2 separate regions of the Gossypium hirsutum genome follow, and region 1 is linked to region 2. The links are chromatin contacts, called in public Hi-C maps. All regions are on one chromosome and are shown on one strand. Each heading gives the region's core, a stretch centred on a gene start, on an enhancer-like site or on the middle of the called end of the contact. The rest is flanking DNA. Distances are from core to core; before and after follow the strand shown. Region 1 holds the start of LOC107951724 (haloacid dehalogenase-like hydrolase domain-containing protein At4g39970). Region 2 holds the start of LOC121209944 (brefeldin A-inhibited guanine nucleotide-exchange protein 1-like).

Region 1 (4,590 bases), core at 819-3,318, 280 kb before region 2:
TATGTTGAGGCACTTGAAATTCTACTTCAAGGTCTTTGCGGTGTAAATAGAGAACGCTTGAGGGTACATGAAATTTGCCTTAAAAGTGGTCCAAATCTTGGTAAGTCTCTCACATTTTCAATACACAGAAGAGTTAATTATAGTCTACTAATCTATCCATGACGTGTGATGGTATAAGCATTTTTCCCTATTTAGTTAATTTTGTAAATAACTCTCCTGCTGAATCATGTACTAATTTATAATTTATAAAACAGCAATATAAATTAATTGATCAAGTTGTTAGGTTCTGCCTTGCTAATGCCTAAGAATTTTACAGGATTTGTTACTTCCGAGGTCAGATTATTGTGTGATCTTGAACAGTCCGAGCCTGCTTGGTAATTTGGAGTTTTTAATTGTGCTTATATTATATCAATTCTATATAATTCGGACATGGATGTGTGAGTGTTTGGGATGGATATATTCAATTTTTTTCAAAGGTTGCTCCGTGTTTGGGGTTTCATATTCTCATATCCATGTCTAGATATACAGTGGATACAGTGTCGGACATGAATACTTCAAAAAAAGTAAAGGGTCAAGAATAACGTAGTTGGTGTTATTTTTTGTTGTGTTGGGTGGTTATTAAGTTTATATAATGTTTGTAGGACTGTGAAACATGTTGGGGGTGCAATGAGGGGTGCTGGAGCAGAGCAAATCTCTGTGCTGGTTAGAAGTATGGTAGAAAGCAAAGCCAGCAAGAACGTGCTTCGATTATTTTATTCACTTGGATATAAGTTGGATCATGAGTTGTTGAGAGTGGGATTCACCTTTCATTTCGAAAGGGCTGCTCAGATAACCGTGACTGTCTCATCGGTTAATAAGATGCTGAAACTGCACGCAACGGATGAGGCTGTCCCGGTAACACCTGGTATACAGATGGTTGAAGTGACCGCGCCTGCAACATCGGAAAATTATAATGAAGTCGTTGCTTCTGTCTCTTCTTTTTGTGAATATCTTGCACCGTAAGAGCCTTTTTTCTTCTTGCTTATTAAGATGCATGGCTATTATAGAACTTGTCACCTGAAAATAGGATCCTCAAACATGATTTTGTGATCGTTATTTCGTGGTTTTGATTCTTTCCACTGATGATATTTACTACAATTGGCTAGACAGCATTCATTACACTATGCAACTACTAGGGGGACTGCCAGATATGAGTATTGGTCACTGGTCACACAAGTGTTAGACATGAGTGTTCCTGGGAAAATGAGAAGTCGAAATAACATAACTTTGCAACTGTGAAAAACGCGATGCACAACAAGAATTTAAGTAATTGGTCTAATCATAATCTAGTCTTTTAAGCTCATGATGATTGTATAAATCATCATAAATATGAATTATCATTTGTATTAGGCAGCAGGAAAACCTGTTTCTAGTGATTATAATAGATTAGTGTTTCTTATACCATGGTTATGATTTTAGATATTCAGCTTCTAGCACATAGGATATGGTATTTTGATGGATCCTGAATGAAGGATTTGTGTTAGCGTAAGAAACTGGTGGCTTTGTCATCTAATTTTGATTGTATAATTTGTATCTCGGACAAAGCTTTGTGGTGTTTGATTTTGCAGGCTGCTGCATTTGTCAAAGCCAGGCGTTTCAACCGGGGTTGTCCCGACAGCTGCTGCAGCTGCCGCATCTCTTATGTCAGATGGTGGAGGCACAACTTTGTAATAGGATTTGTAAAGGTTGCAGAATGTTTATAACAGGGTACTTTTTGCATAATTGATGATTCGTCACATTTCCCCCCTCTATTATTATGGCTATACTCAAGGATGCTATTTTTGATCCCATGTTCCAACTTCAAGACGATTTGTGGAGTTTCCATAATGTGTTGGTGGAACTACTGTGTAACTTAGTCGTTTATGTTAGGCTTGACTTGAAATTCGATTCAAATTAAATTTGATTAAATATAAAACTAACTTGAATCATGGTATTTGAATGATTTTTGAAATACAAATTAAAAAAATGTGGTGTCTTAAGCTGAGCCAAAATTTATTTTCATATAATTTATAATTAATATTTACTTTTCTTCGACTTCATTTGTAATCATATATCGAATTGGTTGATTGAATTGAGAATTGATTGAGATACTAATACCGAGAGAGGGTTAGAGGGGTTGGCATGCAAATCCAATTGCAAAATTGTATGCGTTAAAAGGTAACGTTGAAGCTGGAGAGATATCCACAGCCACACGAACCAAACCCGCCAAAAAATTACCTCCTTTTTAACTCGAAAACTCTCCATTTTAAACCAATCAGTGAAGCAAATCAGCCATGGCGTCTCACTCCACACTCTTTATCTCTCCTCAAAACCTCTCCTCCAACTTCTCTTCTCTCTTTTATTACTCACCACGGTCCCTCACTTTCAGAACCAAAAGGTCTTCCTCCCTTTCCTTAACCACCACAAAGCCCCGACGACTCTACCTCTCTGTCTCAGCTTCCCATTCCCTTCAAGCTCTCATTTTCGACTGCGATGGTGTCATTCTAGAATCCGAGCACTTGCATCGCGAAGCTTACAACGACGCTTTCGCTCACTTCAATGTTCGTTGCCCTCCTTCTTCACAGCCCCTTAATTGGGACCTTCAATTTTATGATGTGCTCCAGAACCTGATTGGTGGTGGCAAACCCAAGATGAGATGGTTCTTTCTTTTTTCTAAATATTTCTGGGTTTCTTTTATTGTTCTTAATTTTTCTTGTTGCTGATCGGTTTAATGGAGATTTTTGGTATTTCTGAAGGTACTTCAAGGAACATGGATGGCCATCTTCTACCATATTTGAGACGCCTCCTGAGAGTGATGAGGAACGAGCTAAGTTAATTGACACTCTTCAGGTATTATTAATAATTATATAGCTTTGATGTAGTGACTGCCAATGCCAATGAAATCAAGGGGAAACAGGGAATGGAGGTCCAATTAAGCTTTAATTTGATCTTTGTATAGGAATTGTGAAATTCTCTTTATTGAAGAACTTATGTACGTGGTGCTGTTACATCTTTGTAGGATTGGAAGACTGAAAGGTACAAAGAAATAATCAAATCTGGAACTGTAAGCAGACATTATTGTTTATCACATTGCATTTTCTTTTATCTCTTCATTGATTCTGAATTGGTTATCCATATTATTGAATAAAAAGAGAGTGGTATTGTTTTGATCAGGTGGAACCTAGACCTGGAGTTTTAAGATTGATGGATGAGGCCAAGGCAGCTGTAAGATACTCTACTTGTTTATCAATTGAGATTGATAATCAATTCATGATCCTTTCATTGCAATCAATCCAAATGAATTCAATACAATCCTTTGTTTGTGATGCCATTTTCTTTCTCCAATCTGCAGGGGAAAATGCTAGCTGTTTGCTCTGCAGCAACTAAAAGTTCAGTTGTACTCTGTCTTGAGAACCTTATTGGAATGGTAATTTCTGGTGGCGATTCATACCTAAACTGTGAGGTATTGTCCACTTTGATCCAAAAGTTTCGTGGTTTGTCTCATTAAAGACATCTCTTGTGAGACAAAACCATGAGAGTTTCGAGTGAAAACCAAACAATATCTCGCAGTTTTGATTCCAAAATTATTGATCAACAAGTATCCTCACTTTTGTTTCCTTATTCTTATATTATTTTCCCCTTGTTATAGGAGCGATTTAAGGGGCTTGATTGCTTCCTTGCAGGTATGTTGACTACTTCTAAAACATATGTTTTTGTTGTTAGATATATTTTAGACCTGTGTGAATCAAAATATGCACTGAATACTTTCACAAGTCTGATTCTTCTAAATGAACTGAGCTCCTTATAAAAGTCTTCTAGACAAGCTCATTTATAACCTTGACCTGTTTCTAAAGCAATAACTTCATTGGTTGCCTTTTGTTCTTTGGTCCCTCTAGCTATGCATTTTGGCCCATTTCATTTTGCCATTTCTTTCTTTTATGATGATTCTGTTCTTAAAACCCAATCTTCCTTTTGTTTTTCTTTATGCTTGTAGGAGATGATGTGAAGGAAAAGAAGCCAGACCCATTGATATATCTGACAGCTGCCAAGGTAACTTACTAGTTAACTCTATCATGTGCACTTAACGATAATGTTACTTATGCTTATATTTTTCATCTCAGTGTTTGCTTGCTATATCTGTATCTGATTCAGAAATCTTATTTATGACAGAGATTAGGTGTGTCAGAGAAAAATTGCTTGGTGGTAGAAGATAGTGTGATTGGGCTTCAGGTAATGCTCTATTCTCTAGAAAAGAGATACCATGTCTCCAAATATTAGTTTGGGCATTGTATGCACTGAACAAATATATCAACCATAGTTAAAGTTTTATGCAAAACTTATTCCATCTGTGCAGGCAGCAACTAAAGCTGGGATGTCATGTGTGATTACCTATACTTCTTCAACTGCTGACCAGGTAAGTTCTCGAAGCAATACTTGCTGACAGCCAATGTTACATCGTTTAACACACACATCTGATACATATATTGGCATGAAAACGGGGACATGGCTTCACAAGGACCTTCCAAATACATGGAAAAACTTGAAAATAAAATTGAACATACTCGTGTTAAA
Region 2 (4,424 bases), core at 1,116-3,615:
ATGTCAATGCCATTCTCTTTTGCAAACTTCCAAGCAGCCTCCTCAGCTAACGTCTTAGAAAGCATATACCAAAGCTGACAACAAGCAAAACAAAATTTGATGAAAATGATCCTATCATGCCTCATTTTTCCTTTCTACAGAAGTAAAAACGGAACTGAGAATGTCCTAAACAAGGAACAGAACTAAACATCATATTACAGATTTACAGTGTACTTTTTTAACACTCAATTCTCATAGAATGAAATCATAATAACAGGAAAGGAAAGTAGTTACTAAGCATTAAAATTAGAGATTTGCAGTTAAATCAGAAGATTTAATCAAACGAAAGAAACAGTGAGGATATTTGAAGTTTAACCATTCCACAAATGATGCTTGCTTTGACAGTTTTTAGGTGACTCAGATAATGACAGTAATGGTCTTAAAAGCTAGCTCGAATTAACTCAGGCACCTTCCCTAGAAGCCTTGGACTAATATGCCTATACTTTATAGAAAGACAATTTATGAACCAGTGGATTAAAAAAAGGAAGAAAGAAAACAACAATAGGAAACTTCACAGATGTTTTCTTAAAAGTACAAGACTAGGTCCAGGCTCTCACTCATATAGGCAGCATGACATCATTTGGTAACTTGAGAAAAATGATACACTTATAGCATCACATCTTTTGAATATATACATACATATGTTATATAAGTTTGTACGTTTGCATACCTTTGATTTCTCACAAAAAGCAGGATCTGAGAACCAAGTCTCGTCAACTACAACATCAGGACCAAGAGGCCTTCCATTATACACAATAGCTGCAATTGAGGATGTTATAACCACCCGTTTGATAGATGGGACCTTAGCACATGACCTAAGAACATTAAGTGTTCCCTTCACAGCTGGGTCAAGCATTTCAGCCTGTTATAAAACAGCCATAGAATCCATTAGTTATCAGGATTCATATTGCAATGTTGGTGACTGAAAATACGTACATGCAAAATCAAACGCTAGACCATTTGAACAAAAGTCGATACAGTAAACATTTTTTTCACCATTTGCAAGTTGATTCATGGTCCAAGAAAATTATTCCTGCTTACAGCAAAGAATTTCAAGCAAAACCAGACAAGTTGAAAAGATCAACAGTTAGCTCAAGCTTCAAAGAATTCTAACAACATACATGAGCCTAAGAACCACCATTTTCAGAAATGAGTGGTGGGATTCAAGTAAACCAGAGAAAGAATATACTAGTTGTAGAAAAACATGTTGAACTATAGCAGATGAGACAATATGATAACTAAAGTTCATTTTTAATGACACTTATGAACATTGGAGGGCTACTTCATCCATATACAAAGAAAAAATAAAAATCAGCAATATTTAAAGAACCAGAATGGTAGAAACTAATCATAAATATTTATACACTGACCATGAAAAAATTCTATAGGAGAGAAAAAAAAGCACCTGAGGATCCTTGATATTGTGATAAAAAGGAGATGCTGTGTGGAAAACTCCTACGCATCCATCAACTACAGAATCAAAAGCTCCCTCATCCAGCAGCTGTGCCTTGAACAAACGGAGCCTTTCTTTTGCTCCATCAAGTACAAGTAAGTGTTCCGATTTTTTTGGATCACCTATATAAAAGTGAACGGGACAGTTATATGGAAAAACATATCAATCTTAAAACTATATTTCATTAATACCAAATGCAAAAAGATATATATATATCTCCTTCATAAAGTTAAACAAACTATTGAGCCTAAAAACCAAATATATTAGCGGAATCAAGGCTGATTAGTAAAAGGAATCAGAAATTAGAATTGTGTTACAGTTCGACATTAAAAGAGAGGGGGGGGGGGGCATTTTTAAGTATTGCAGAATGAAATCACCAAAAATATAAAATGTGCAATTAGATTGTCCATGAGTAGCGGAAATCCAACCCAAACCCTTTCTATAACAACTCAGATAGGTTTACATACATACAAAGTCTATCTTTCTAATCTTTGACTTGTATCACTGCCCAAAAAGTCGGTTAAGAAAGATGAAATCAGGCAAGTTCAAGTACCCTAACAGTTAATCATCAAATATTATCACAGATTTAAGAACAAAAAGAAGAAAGAGAAGGGGCTTGAAGCCAAGATTCAAATATTGAAGTTAAGAACAAACTTGGGTCACGAACAGTGGCTTTGACAGTGTAACCACGTTGGAGTAAAAACTTAACGAGCCATGAAGCAATGTAACCTGATACTCCTGTTACACAAACCACCTTCCCCCACTCATCTTTCTCTCGCTTCCCTTGATTCTCACTACTTTGGATGAAACTGTAAGACTGAGATCCGGGACTAAGGATAGATTCCTTTCTTCGTTTTATCTGTCTCTGTTTTCTCTACCGGTAGTTTAAGAAACAGAAATTTTGATAGCTGTTAGAAATTAACACTATGTTTGCTTGGATGGAATGGCTATTCCATTCCCTCCTTATTCTTTGATGACTAGTAATGCTTTTGTTTGGTTCACTGTTTCTTCATTCGGCCGTATTACTTAAAGCGTTTCTATTCCCACAAACGCGTAATAGGGATTCAGTGCTGAAAGCTTGGAATGGCTATTCTGACCATCGCTGAATAGAACGCGTAATAGGGATTCAGTGCTGAAAGCTTGGAATGGCTATTCTGACCATCGCTGAATAAAATTGAAGAAAATTTTTCCCAAAATCTCCTTCAGACTTTCCCTGCAAATGCGTTCAAAATTTCTTCTTTTATTACAACAATACACTTTCAGGTTAGCAGATTTTTCTTTTAAGTTTAATTTCGTTTGGTTTCTGTTCTTCAATAATCAAATTTTGTTTTAAAAGGGTTTGGTGATGGGTTTTCTTTAAAATTTCTAAAAAAATAGGCTACAACTCAACTCCTAAATCTCTGTCTTTTGGAGGAGATGATGTTTCTTTTTCTCTTATGGGAAACCTACGGACTAGAATTGAATTGCAGGGAGTCAATCGTAATCATCATATCGATATCTTCTTCTTAATCCTTGTTTTATTATTTCGACTTTGCCGCTGGAGACGACAAAAATAAACTAATTAATGGAGGAGATAACTCAAATTTTGATAATTTATATTGTCTGTATTACCCATGCATATCTCTTTTGCAATATTTGTCGTTCTTTAAATCAGAGTTTTATTCCCAAAATTTCTTACTGATAATAACTTAATTTTCATTATTGTATTTTACAGTATTTCAGATTTGGAGATATGGTGCAACAGTCGGAAATTTATTAAGAATTATACATTATAGTGCTTTAGAGCAGACACAAATTGAAGTCCAGACACTAGAGGGTCAAATGGAACCAAAAGTTCTGCTAGCAGGCAGTATAGATGGCTCCTTCAAGTATAATTGGAGTTGGAAATAGATATAGATGTATCTGCATCATCTTCCAAGTACAAGATGCCTTCGATTTTCTATTATTGTACTATAAATTCTAGTACTTTAGTTGGATCTACAAGTCAGTAATGTCAGTTTTCCAGCTTCAGTGTTTTGTTTTTATGAGCTTGTTAACAAAATTTAGGTCAGGGTTGAAAGCTGAAATTGGAATACTCTTTCCTAGGATATTTTTCTCCGGCATGAATCAGTGCAGTGCTTAGTTGGCATCATTAAGTCAATGGGAGCTTGGATGGATCAAGAGCTGAAGATAGGTGATTCTGACTTGTCTAGAAGCTTCAAGAGTGACACTTCATCAGAGAGACCTTCAACCTCGATTATAGAAAATGAAGTTGTCCCTGATTGTGAGTTGCATCCAAAAATGAATTTTGAATTGTCAGATACTGCTATGCTTGAGCAACGTCGGGCTTACAAGATTGAACTCCAAGTCGGTAATTTTTTTATGTTGGGATAAGTATGAGTGGTTCTTCAAGTAGCAGTTACTTATCTAGTACTGAAACTGTCACAGAGGGCTGCCTAAATATATCATTATAATTTTCCATATTACTATTGACTTCTCTTCATTCATGTAATTTTATGTAGCGTAATTTTATGTGTAGCTCTCCTTTTCTTTTACAAGCTCAGTTTTACTGACCAACTTTACTAGGTTACATGCAGAAAGGTGGCTCATTATTTAACAGGAATCCTTCCAAAGGCATCGAGTTTCTTATAAATACATGCAGATGAGAGCTTTATTGCCTAATAAACCAGGCTTTTCTTCAGCCAAGTTAAATAGTTCCATGACTATTTCATTCTTGAGATATTCCAATGGAAGCACAAAGTGTTTCTGATCCACACTGTATACAACAAAATCGCCCTGCTCAACTGTTGTCGACGTGTTGCAACTGTTTGTGCTAGTATCTGAGGTGGCACTTGATGGTGTGATCCTCTTTCTCCTGATTGTAGCCATTTTTTACCATTTTCTTACTAACTTGATAAGCTTCTTAGCGCTGACCATCTTGCTTTGCTCTAAG

What was found. Hi-C and Micro-C count contacts between places; a contact is called where the count stands out from the background.
Region 1: a Hi-C map of leaf shows a contact between it and region 2, with 2.3 times the contacts expected there. The contact joins the promoter of LOC107951724 here to the promoter of LOC121209944 in region 2. A contact is called at or near these places in 13 of 34 Hi-C or Micro-C datasets (callus, hypocotyl, leaf and 2 more).

What each region holds. Positions count from the first base shown.
Region 1 is chrA02:97,633,594-97,638,183 of Gossypium_hirsutum_v2.1, reverse strand. It overlaps LOC107951724 (haloacid dehalogenase-like hydrolase domain-containing protein At4g39970), which reads left to right and starts at 2,068. Exons shown (of 11, transcript XM_016886863.2): 1 at 2,068-2,677; 2 at 2,775-2,868; 3 at 3,038-3,082; 4 at 3,193-3,243; 5 at 3,371-3,445; 6 at 3,668-3,701; 7 at 4,013-4,068; 8 at 4,189-4,248; 9 at 4,373-4,432. The coding sequence starts at 2,313. LOC107951725 (mediator of RNA polymerase II transcription subunit 18) reads left to right here. Exons shown (of 5, transcript XM_016886864.2): 2 at 1-100; 3 at 317-374; 4 at 642-998; 5 at 1,608-1,957. The coding sequence ends at 1,710.
Region 2 is chrA02:97,358,272-97,362,695 of Gossypium_hirsutum_v2.1, reverse strand. LOC121209944 (brefeldin A-inhibited guanine nucleotide-exchange protein 1-like) reads left to right here and starts at 2,365. Exons shown (of 4, transcript XM_041081949.1): 1 at 2,365-2,755; 2 at 3,207-3,410; 3 at 3,578-3,838; 4 at 4,069-4,306. The coding sequence starts at 3,348. The coding sequence ends at 4,137. LOC107952398 (phenylacetaldehyde reductase) reads right to left here and starts at 3,191. Exons shown (of 7, transcript XM_041084289.1): 1 at 3,171-3,191; 2 at 2,147-2,366; 3 at 1,445-1,614; 4 at 710-901; 5 at 1-74. The coding sequence starts at 3,191.